Regions from separate parts of the Callithrix jacchus genome. Here region 2 is linked to region 1. A link is a contact called in public Hi-C data. All regions are on one chromosome and are shown on one strand. Each heading gives the region's core, a stretch centred on a gene start, on an enhancer-like site or on the middle of the called end of the contact. The rest is flanking DNA. Distances are from core to core; before and after follow the strand shown. Region 1 overlaps PITPNC1 (phosphatidylinositol transfer protein cytoplasmic 1). Region 2 overlaps PITPNC1 (phosphatidylinositol transfer protein cytoplasmic 1).

What was found. Hi-C and Micro-C count contacts between places; a contact is called where the count stands out from the background.
Region 2: a contact with region 1 is called in a Hi-C map of skeletal muscle, with 3 times the contacts expected there. The contact joins two enhancer-like sites. A contact is called at or near these places in 2 of 3 Hi-C or Micro-C datasets (both in skeletal muscle).

Annotation. Positions count from the first base shown.
Region 1 is chr5:90,571,948-90,576,579 of calJac240_pri, forward strand. The region is part of intron 8 of PITPNC1 (phosphatidylinositol transfer protein cytoplasmic 1); the gene reads right to left. Among named protein-coding and RNA genes, the nearest start is that of NOL11, 24 kb to the left of the region's middle. Within about 2 kb of position 2,439, at least 7 of the 16 cell types and tissues checked have an H3K27ac peak or open chromatin away from gene starts, as enhancers often do. A contact at or near this core is called in skeletal muscle, where this site is marked.
Region 2 is chr5:90,788,031-90,792,662 of calJac240_pri, forward strand. All of the region lies in intron 1 of PITPNC1 (phosphatidylinositol transfer protein cytoplasmic 1), which reads right to left. Among named protein-coding and RNA genes, the nearest start is that of PITPNC1, 88 kb to the right of the region's middle. Within about 2 kb of position 1,836, at least 7 of the 16 cell types and tissues checked have an H3K27ac peak or open chromatin away from gene starts, as enhancers often do. A contact at or near this core is called in skeletal muscle, where this site is marked.

The sequences.
Region 1 (4,632 bases), core at 1,189-3,688:
CCTAAGAAGGTTCAGAGGTTGTGTTTTAATAAATTCAGCTTTAAAAAAACACATAAATCAACAATATCACCACATCCTGCTAATCATTCCAAAGTTGAGAAAATAAAACCATTTCTTAAGGAAACTTAAAAAGAATAGAGACTGAAAAGAGAGGATGATTTAATAGTGAGGACCACTGTTAATAATCATTGTGGGATAATGTAGGTTTTCCCAATACCTGAAATGTTCTTATTAAGTGAGAAAGTAAAAACAGTATTTAAAAAATGTAAATCTTTTCCTAATGTGTTTAATGTATTATATATACTTACATCTGAGATATAATATGTTGAAAATATATCACTGTGCAAAAATACAGTTCCTTAGTTCTTCCTCAGGGTTTATTTGCTCTTTATGGCTTTTTTTTTTGAGACGGAGTTTCACTCTTGTTACCCAGGCTGGAGTGCAATGGCGCGATCTCGGCTCACCGCAACCTCCGCCTCCTGGGTTCAGGCAATTCTCCTGCCTCAGCTTCCTGAGTAGCTGGGATTACAGGCACACGCCACCATGCCCAACTAATGTTTTGTATTTTTAGTTGTGACGGGGTTTCACCATGTTGACCAGGATGGTCTCGATCTCTTGACCTTGTGATCCACCCGTCTCAGCCTCCCAAAGTTCTGGGATTACAGGCTTGAGCCACCGCGCCCCACCTGTTCTTTATGGCTTGAGAGCTCTTCTCTCACACTCAGGAACTCTATTATCACTATTATAATTAATTTTTGTTACTCTGGCTATCCTTGATATCCTTTGCCATTTTTATTTGCTGGGAACAGGGAAAACAGGTAACTGGGCTTATTAAAGACTCAGTCAAGGTTCAAGGCTTATCCTTGAGAAAAATGTGAAGTCTACTGCCCGTAGATTTTCTATGCCTATTTTGGCCTCCCAGAGACCCATTTTTCACTCTTTCTTGCCCACTGCCATGTACTTAGCAGTTGAAACTTCATTATAATGATAATACTGCATGGATAACCAGCATGAAACAATATAGCCACTTTGGAAATACTGAGTATGTAATGAATAGTCCTAACAGTATTAATCCTTAGCCCTTTTTTTTTTTGAAACAGAGTTTTGCTCTTGTTGCTCAGGCTGGGGTGCAATGGTGTGATCTCAGCCCACTGCAACTCTGCCTCCCGGGTTCAAGCGATTCTCCTGCCTCAGCTTCCTGAGTAGCTGGAATTACAGGCGTCTGCCACCACGGCTGGCTAATTTTTCTATTATTAGTAGGGATGGGGTTTCACCATGTTGGCCAGGCTGGTCTCAAGCTCCTGACCTCAGGTAATCTGCTGGCCTCAGTCTCTCAGAGTGCTGGGATCACAGGCATGAGCCACCGCGCCCGGCCTAATCCCTAGGTCTTATAACATCTGAGCAAACCAGAGTATTTTTCACAAAATGAAATCCGTAAGAGGATTTCCTGGGGAGAACTATTAAATTTTTTGAAAGAGAAAGTTTTTACAAAGGAAATAAATCAGTATGACTGTGTGAATAAAATATAAAATTCAGAATACATCAAGAAAAATCATACCTGTAAAGTTACCAATTTTTAAAAACATGAAGACTATTAAATGAACTAAGAAGTGACATTAAGATTATATAAAAGAGGCATTTATTTAACAGTAAAGTTGAGACCGAGAAAAATTTTAGTGAATCAGAGTATGCTGTTTTTGCTCTGATAAATGGATATTATCTTTGAAAAGGCAGACTTTCGGCCGGGCGCGGTGTCTCAAGCCTGTAATCCCAGCACTTTGGGAGGCCGAGGCGGGTGAATCACGAGGTCAAGAGATCGAGACAATCCTGGTCAAAATGGTGAAACCCTCTCTCTACTAAAAATACAAAAAATTAGCTGGGCATGGTGGCGCGTGCCTGTAATCCCAGCTACTCAGGAAGCTGAGGCAGGAGAATTGCCTGAACCCAGGAGGCGGAGGTTGCGGTGAGCTGAGATCGCGCCATTGCACTCCAGCCTGGGTAACAAGAGCGAAACTCCGTCTCAAAAAAAGAAAAAGAAAAGGAAGAAAGAAAAGGCAGACTTTCTTAATCAAGTGGCTGAATACATTGTTCTACTCCACATAGCCAGCAGGGGGCAGAAATAATCTAAAGCACAGAATTTTGATTTTCACTGCCAGAGGCTCTTAGAAGTTCCCTTCCTTGAAGGCGTTGAACCTGCTCAATTGAAAAGGAGACTTATTTCCTTACTGCTGTGTTCATGGATGTTAATTTTGCCTAATTTCAATCTAATTTGTCCCTGCACGGGTTGATGATCTAAAATCCATTTAGCACCCATGCCGTTTTTATTTGTGACAAACAACCACCTCCTGACTTTCACTGTTTTTCATTATGATACAGAAGAAAGACTACGGCAAACTAAATGAGCTCCAATTTAACGGAATTCCAAAGGATAATGGAAGTGTCATAGCATTCAAAATAACCACTTTGTGTGACTTCTCAGGAGGCAGGCATCTTTCACCCTAAAGTCACGGCAACAGCGCTGAGGTGCGGCCAGGTATTACATGGGCTTTCCCAGGGGGAGAACCATCCTGCGTTATCACCTTCCATATAGTAAGTGGACTTTAATTCGAAGTCATAATCACAGTAAAACTGAAAGAAAGCCAAGCAAAGGGCCTTAAGCTGTGGGCCTTCAGGACTTAGATAAGGCTTGAGACATCTGGCGTCCCCTCTTTTCCTGTGGCTTCCTTTGTTTGTCTGGTCATATTTATAGTGAACAGCTTTCAGAGAGGTCGAGGGGGAACATTTCTGTTGGTCGAGGGGGTCCAACATTTCTAAAAGAAAAGGTAATTGAAAGTGATCGAAATTCAAGGAGAGTTTCCTTAAAGAGAACGTCTAGGGGGAAGTCCTACTGGAATTGGTCTGTGCATAAACAGGAAACACCTCTTGTTCTAACAGGTTCCTGCAAATCCAATTACTGCATGCAAAAAGGGGGGAGAGTTAGGGCCCTCGAAACCTCAAGGGCAAATCACATGCAACCAACTGCAGTGCATGAGCCTTGCAGGGCACATTCCAAAGACATGCTCTAAAAATGTCACTAGAAATCTCCAAAATGCAATCAGAAGGTCTCCACAATTCTGAAGATCCATTTATGACAACAGCCACGTCTAAATTTCCTAGAATTACAGCACTGATTTTTTTTTTTTTAAATACCTACTATGTATTATTCTGGAGACTGGGCTAATGGACATGAGGACTCAAGGTAGAACCCAGAGACCACAGCTCAATGAAGAGAAATGATTTGATGCAAAGAAATGATTTGCTGATTACACTTTTCTTTGTTATCTCTATCTCTCTTTCATTAGCATGAATGATTGAGAGATTACGATACTTAAAATGCTGGCATACAAGATACAGTCAGCTCACAATTTCCAGGGTGCAATGAAATAACTGAGGGTCTCTGAGGCTTATCCTAAGTCCCAAGGATCAGCTCAGCACATCCCCAGCTCACACCCCTTCGCTGCTCAGCCTGTGTGTCTGCACAGACTGCAGCCCATCTTGAGATTATCCTAAGTAAAAAGGAACTGATTGGGTAAAACAGCTATAAAGAGCCACAGAAAGCTTTTCAAAGCAAATGTAAAGAAACCTAAAATAGCCGATGAGCCAGAAGCCCTCCCCGGAATGAATAAGTGAGTGTTAGCTATGTTTTTAAAAGTTACTGACATGTTATTCTAGTTTACATGACATCCGTTTTCACTCCTCTGCTCTTTTATGGTGCAGGCCGTTTTACTAGTCCCACAAAAATGTTTCCACTCTCCATGTTCTTGGTCTTATGACCGAAATAACCTCCACGTCAAGCAACTTTAAAGGATCGAAATGTCTGGCAGAGAGAGGTGACACTGCCCAATTTAGATCCAGCTCAGGTTCTGCAGCTACAGGCTCTGGGTGACAACATGTTTCTGTGGAAGGTTGGGAACCAGGGATTTGCTGTATTTCCACGATCAGTTTACATGTGCATTTGTGAAAGGGTGGGCAACATGTTTTAAAAATTCTACGTACACTTGTTTGGGTATGACTCTCTATGTCATCCACAGGGGAGGAATGCTGATTGCAAACTTTTATGTTGGTTTGTTCATGCATGTTTTTCTCGTATTCTCGAACATCATCCATTGTCATATCTGAAAGAGGTCAAGACGTTGGCAACTTCCGTTATTAGAGGCACACTTTCAATGGGGAGACTTTAGGGAAAGATGGTAGCTTAGCAGTAACCAAAGAGGTTTAAAAAAGCAAAGACTTACCTAACTTTATGATGAGTAAGTCATAAAGTTAGCTAAACCAACCAAAGTGGGAGCGAGGGCAAGGAAGTTAAGTCAAAATAGTCTCAGAACAGAGAAGAGTGGAAATTGTTTAGGGGTGATTCTTGTAAAGTGAGCTAGGTGGGTAGAAGGTATTAGCGTGTGGGCAGTGCCATAGCCTGAGATCTCCTAAAGCAATTTTAGAAGATCCCATTGAGGACAGAGGCTCAGTTTTGCTTGGTTTAATACTTACCTTCCATATAGCTTTCAAAATAGATTTAAAGATTGTTTAAATCAATGCATTCGGCAACATAAAGGACACTTTCATTGCTGTTACAGGAGGCAGGACGTAGAAGGCAAG
Region 2 (4,632 bases), core at 586-3,085, 220 kb after region 1:
GTGATCGTGCTACTACACTCCAGCCTGGGTGACAGAGACCCTGTCTCATAAATAAATAAGACATTCTGCACAGAGACAGCAATGGATAGAACTGTACGACCTTGAAGGCAACATCCAGAGTTTCCAAACTTTATCATGCACGGGAATCATCTGGGAACCTCGTTGCAATGCAGGTTCTGATTCAGAGGGCCTGGGTGGGGCCTGAGATTCTGCATTTCTAACAAGCTCCCAGGAGATGCCGATGCCCCTGGTCCATGGACCACTGCTGGAGCAGCAGCACTTCAACCCCAGACAACAGGTTAGTATCACAGCGCAGCACCCAGCCCTGGCCCAGCCCCATTAAATCCATGTATCTGGCCAGGTGCAGTGGCTCACACCTGTCATCCCAGCACTTTGGGACGCGGAGGTGGGAGGATTGCTTGAGCCCAGAAGTTCAAGACCAGCCTGGGCCACCTAGTGAGACCCATCTCTTAAAGTAAATAAATAACAATTCAATAAATAAATAAAAATTAAATAAATAAATCTGTATATCTGACAGTGAGGCCAAGCACTAAGATTTTTTGTTTCCCAGGTGATTCTTATGTGCATCCAGAGTTGAGAACCCACTGGCTGAACTAATTCCAGCTCTCGATATTAAATAGACCTACAGACCTGAGAAATTCAGTCTCTAGGCTGGGCATGGTGGCTCATGCCTATAAACCCAGCAATTTGAAAGGCCGAGGCAGGTGGATTACCTGAGGTCAGGAGTTCGAGACCCCTGCCCCCTCCCTGGCCAACATGGGGAATCCTTAGCTCTACTAAAAATACAAAAATTAGCCAGGCATGGTGGCACCTGCCTGTAATCCCAGCTGCTCAGGAGGCTGAGGCAGGAGAATTGCTTGAACCCAGGATATGGAGGCTGCAGTGAGTTGAGATCGTACCACTGCCCTACAGCCTAGGCCACAAATTTATAGTCTTCAAAAGCACTTTAAAAGAGGATAGAATATAATAGTTATTTGCATGATATTGTCTTAGCATCTTTGAGTGAGGAGTTAATACTGTCCCTCGTGATCAAATTCCATAAATAAGGACTGCATGCTAACTCTATGGGACACACTGGGTATTTTTAGTTTAGAGACTGCTCTGTTGCTGTGAACTCCCCATGGCCCAATTCCTTAACTGACAATCAAGTGAGAAATGGATTGGAAGTCCCAGTGGCGTCCCAGTCAGAACTTTGAAAAATCCTCCTCAAATTATTCCAGCTATGGGCTCCTGGCACCATCTGATTCCTGATGCAGAATCTACAAAGCGAACACTCATTCCCTCCCCTCCCAGTCCTCCCTAATCCTGCCAGTCCTACGCTCCCAGGTGGTAACAAGGTTCTCTGCTGCCAACTTTCAACTTTCTGTGCAATAAACAAACCTCCCTCTCAGCAAAGGGCATCAGTTCTGCCAGCCACCAACAGATGGCATCAGCGGCCGTACAAGGTCGTCGCAGCCTCTGCCTTGGCCTTGTTCCTTCATCTGTCATGTTTGCTATGTTTAAAATGGCAATGTCTTGTTAAAAACACAGGGAAGGTGAAAGAAAATGAGGTCCCAGTGCAAGCGTCTTTGGACAAATGAGAGTTGTAAAGGAATAAGACTCCCCAGCACACCAGGCTGTTTTATGAAACTTTACCAACAACCAAGGTTGTACCCAGCTCAGCAGGCGTCACGTTGGATTTAGAACACACAGGCTTTCAGAAACTAACCTATGAGAAGAGCTGCTGTGTCCCCAACTGCCATAACAACCAAGTTACTTCCCACGGCCCACACGGAAACCACACAGAAAGCAAAACACCCCTCCACCGAGAGGAAGGCTAGAACCACAGCAACCCCATTCAGAACCAAAGACCCTCTGCGAACCAGAACTCCATTTCCTCTTGATTCATCTGGCTGTGTGCTAAAAGGACCATCCGCCATTCCCAAGAAAACAGGGCTCTCCCTCATCCACAGCGTCAACGTCAAGTGTTCACACTAGAGCAGCTCAGCTCTTTCTGGAGAAAATTTATAGGTGAATGCCACTGTCTTAGTCTTTCAAAAGTAATGGTCAAGAATCCCGTGGGCTGAGTGTAGTGGCTCATGCCTGTAATCACAACACTTTGGGAGGCTGAGGTAGAAAGACTGCTTGAGCCCAGGAGTTTGAGACCAGCCTGGGAAACACAGTGAGACCTCATCTCTTAAAAAAAAAAATTAGCTGGAAGTCAAAAGGCTGAAGTGGGTTGTGATCATGTCACTGCACTCCAGCCTTGGCAACAGAGGCAAACAAAAAAAAAATAAATAAAAATAAAAATAAGAAGAATCCTGTGGATTGCCAGAATTGTGTGTGTTAATTTTAGATCAGTGGTTCTCAGCATGGGGCAATTTCGCTCCCCAGGGAACATTTAAGTGGTTACTGCTGGGGGTACGGGAGAGGGCACTATGGGCATCTAGAAGGCAGAGGCCAGAGGCACTGTGAAACAGCCTGCAATGCACAAGACGGCTCCCACGGCAAGGAATTATCCGCTCCGAATGTTGGCAGGGCCAAGGTTGAGAAACGTTACTCTAGAGGCCAGGAATTTTGGCCAAGATAATTAAAATTCCAAAAGTCAATTTCCCATTGTCATCACAGAAAACATCTTGACAGAGAAGACAAAAGCTAATTAAAGGGAACTCCTTCAAGTTCTCCCTCCTGACATGGAAATCGACTCTCCCAAACTTGCTTCTTATCCATTTGTGAGAACAGGGTGTCCCTTGTTTTTGCCAAGGCCCCCGCCTCTGGATCTCCTTCTCACTGACCTTCCTAGGAACTTTGCTCCATCTACCGTCCACTCCTCTCCAGCATCTGTGCTCCTCCTCCCCACACCTCCTGCTACCTGGCTCACAGTTTGGCTGACTTAAAATGGGCCATTTTCCCATCTTAAAAACATCTCTCAGCCCTGGACTTGGTAGCTCATGCCTGTAATTCCAGCACTTTGGAAGGCTGAGGCAGGTGGATCATGAGGTCAGGAGATCGAGACCATCCTGGCCAACATGGTGAAACCCTTTCTCTACTAAAAATACAAAAAAATAAAAATAAAAATAAAAAATTGCTGGGCATGGTGGCATGTGCCTGTAGTCCCAGCTACTTGGGAGGCTGAGGTAGGAGAATCGCTTGAACCCAGGAGGCAGAGGTTGCAGTGAGCCGAGATCGTGCCACAGCACTCCAGCCTGGGCAACGGAGTCAGACTCCATCTAAAAAAAAAAAAAAAAAAAAAGTCTTGCCCAGAGAATAAAATAAGTACTTGTGAGTCCATACTCATATAAATAAATGATGAGATAAATAGAGAAGGGACAAGTCTCCCTTAAGGAAGAATTCCATGTAATAAAGGCAGAAGGCATGGGAGAATAGAAAATCACCAGAATATTACAGTAATAATGGCTCCAGGCAGGGTCCACTGAGGAATGTTAAGTTCATGGGCAAACTTTAAGGGGAAACAGGGTACCTGCATAGACTCAATGCATCACTCCAAAAACATTTATTAGCCAGGTGAGGTGGCGTGTACCTGTAATGCCTGCTACACTGGAGGCTGAGGCAAGAGCATCACTTGAGCTCAGGAGTTCAAGGCCAGCCTGGGCAACATAGCAAGATCCCATCTGTACAAAATATTAAAAAGCAGGCCGGGTACAGTGGCTCATGCCTGTAATCCCAGCACTTTAGGAGGCCAAGGTGGGTGGACAGCTTGAACCCAAGAGTTCAAGACCAGCCTGGGCAAGATAGAGAGACTCCATTTCTAAAAATAACTTTTTAAATTATAAAAATATATTAATTATGGTGGTTTTAGCATCTGTCCAAAAATTCATTGATACCCCTCCCTCTAGGAGGCAGAGCCTAATCTCCCTCCCCTGAGTGTCGGTCAGATTTAGTGACTCACTTCTAATGAATAGACTGCAAGCTTGTCCAACCCTCGACCCACAGGCCACATGTGGCCCAGGACAACTTTGAATGTGGCCCAACACAAATTCATAAACTTTCTTAAAACATTATAAGATTTATGCACAGTCCTTTTTCTTTGTTTAAGCTCATCATCTATCATAGTGTTAAAGTATTTTATGTGTGGCCCAAGACAATTCTTCTTTTTCTAATGTGTCCCAGGGAAGCCAAAAGATTGGACACCCCTGGAATAGAGTATGGATAGGGAAATCAGCAGCTTACAGTGGGTAACTCTGGTAGACAATGCCTTATCCAAGTGATCAAGGTTAACTTCACCAGTGACAAATCAGGTCGGCATCATGTACCCCTAATATGATATGACGAGAAGGCCATGTCACCTCTGGGGTATTCTTGCTCCCAAACCCAAACTCCAGTCTAATGATCAGAAAACATCAGACAAATCCAGATTGAGGGACATTCTACAAAATACCTGACCAGCCCACTTCATAAATGTCAAAGTCATAAAAAACAAGGAATGACAGAGAAATTGTCATAGGGACTATTATGATGTAATAATTAAATGCAATGTTATATCCTGATTAAATCCTGGAACAGAAAAAGGACATTAGGGTAAAAACTGGTGAAATCTGGGGAAAGTCTGGAGTTTAGTTAATACGACTGTACCCATGTGTATCATAATTTGTATAGTATTAACATTGGGGA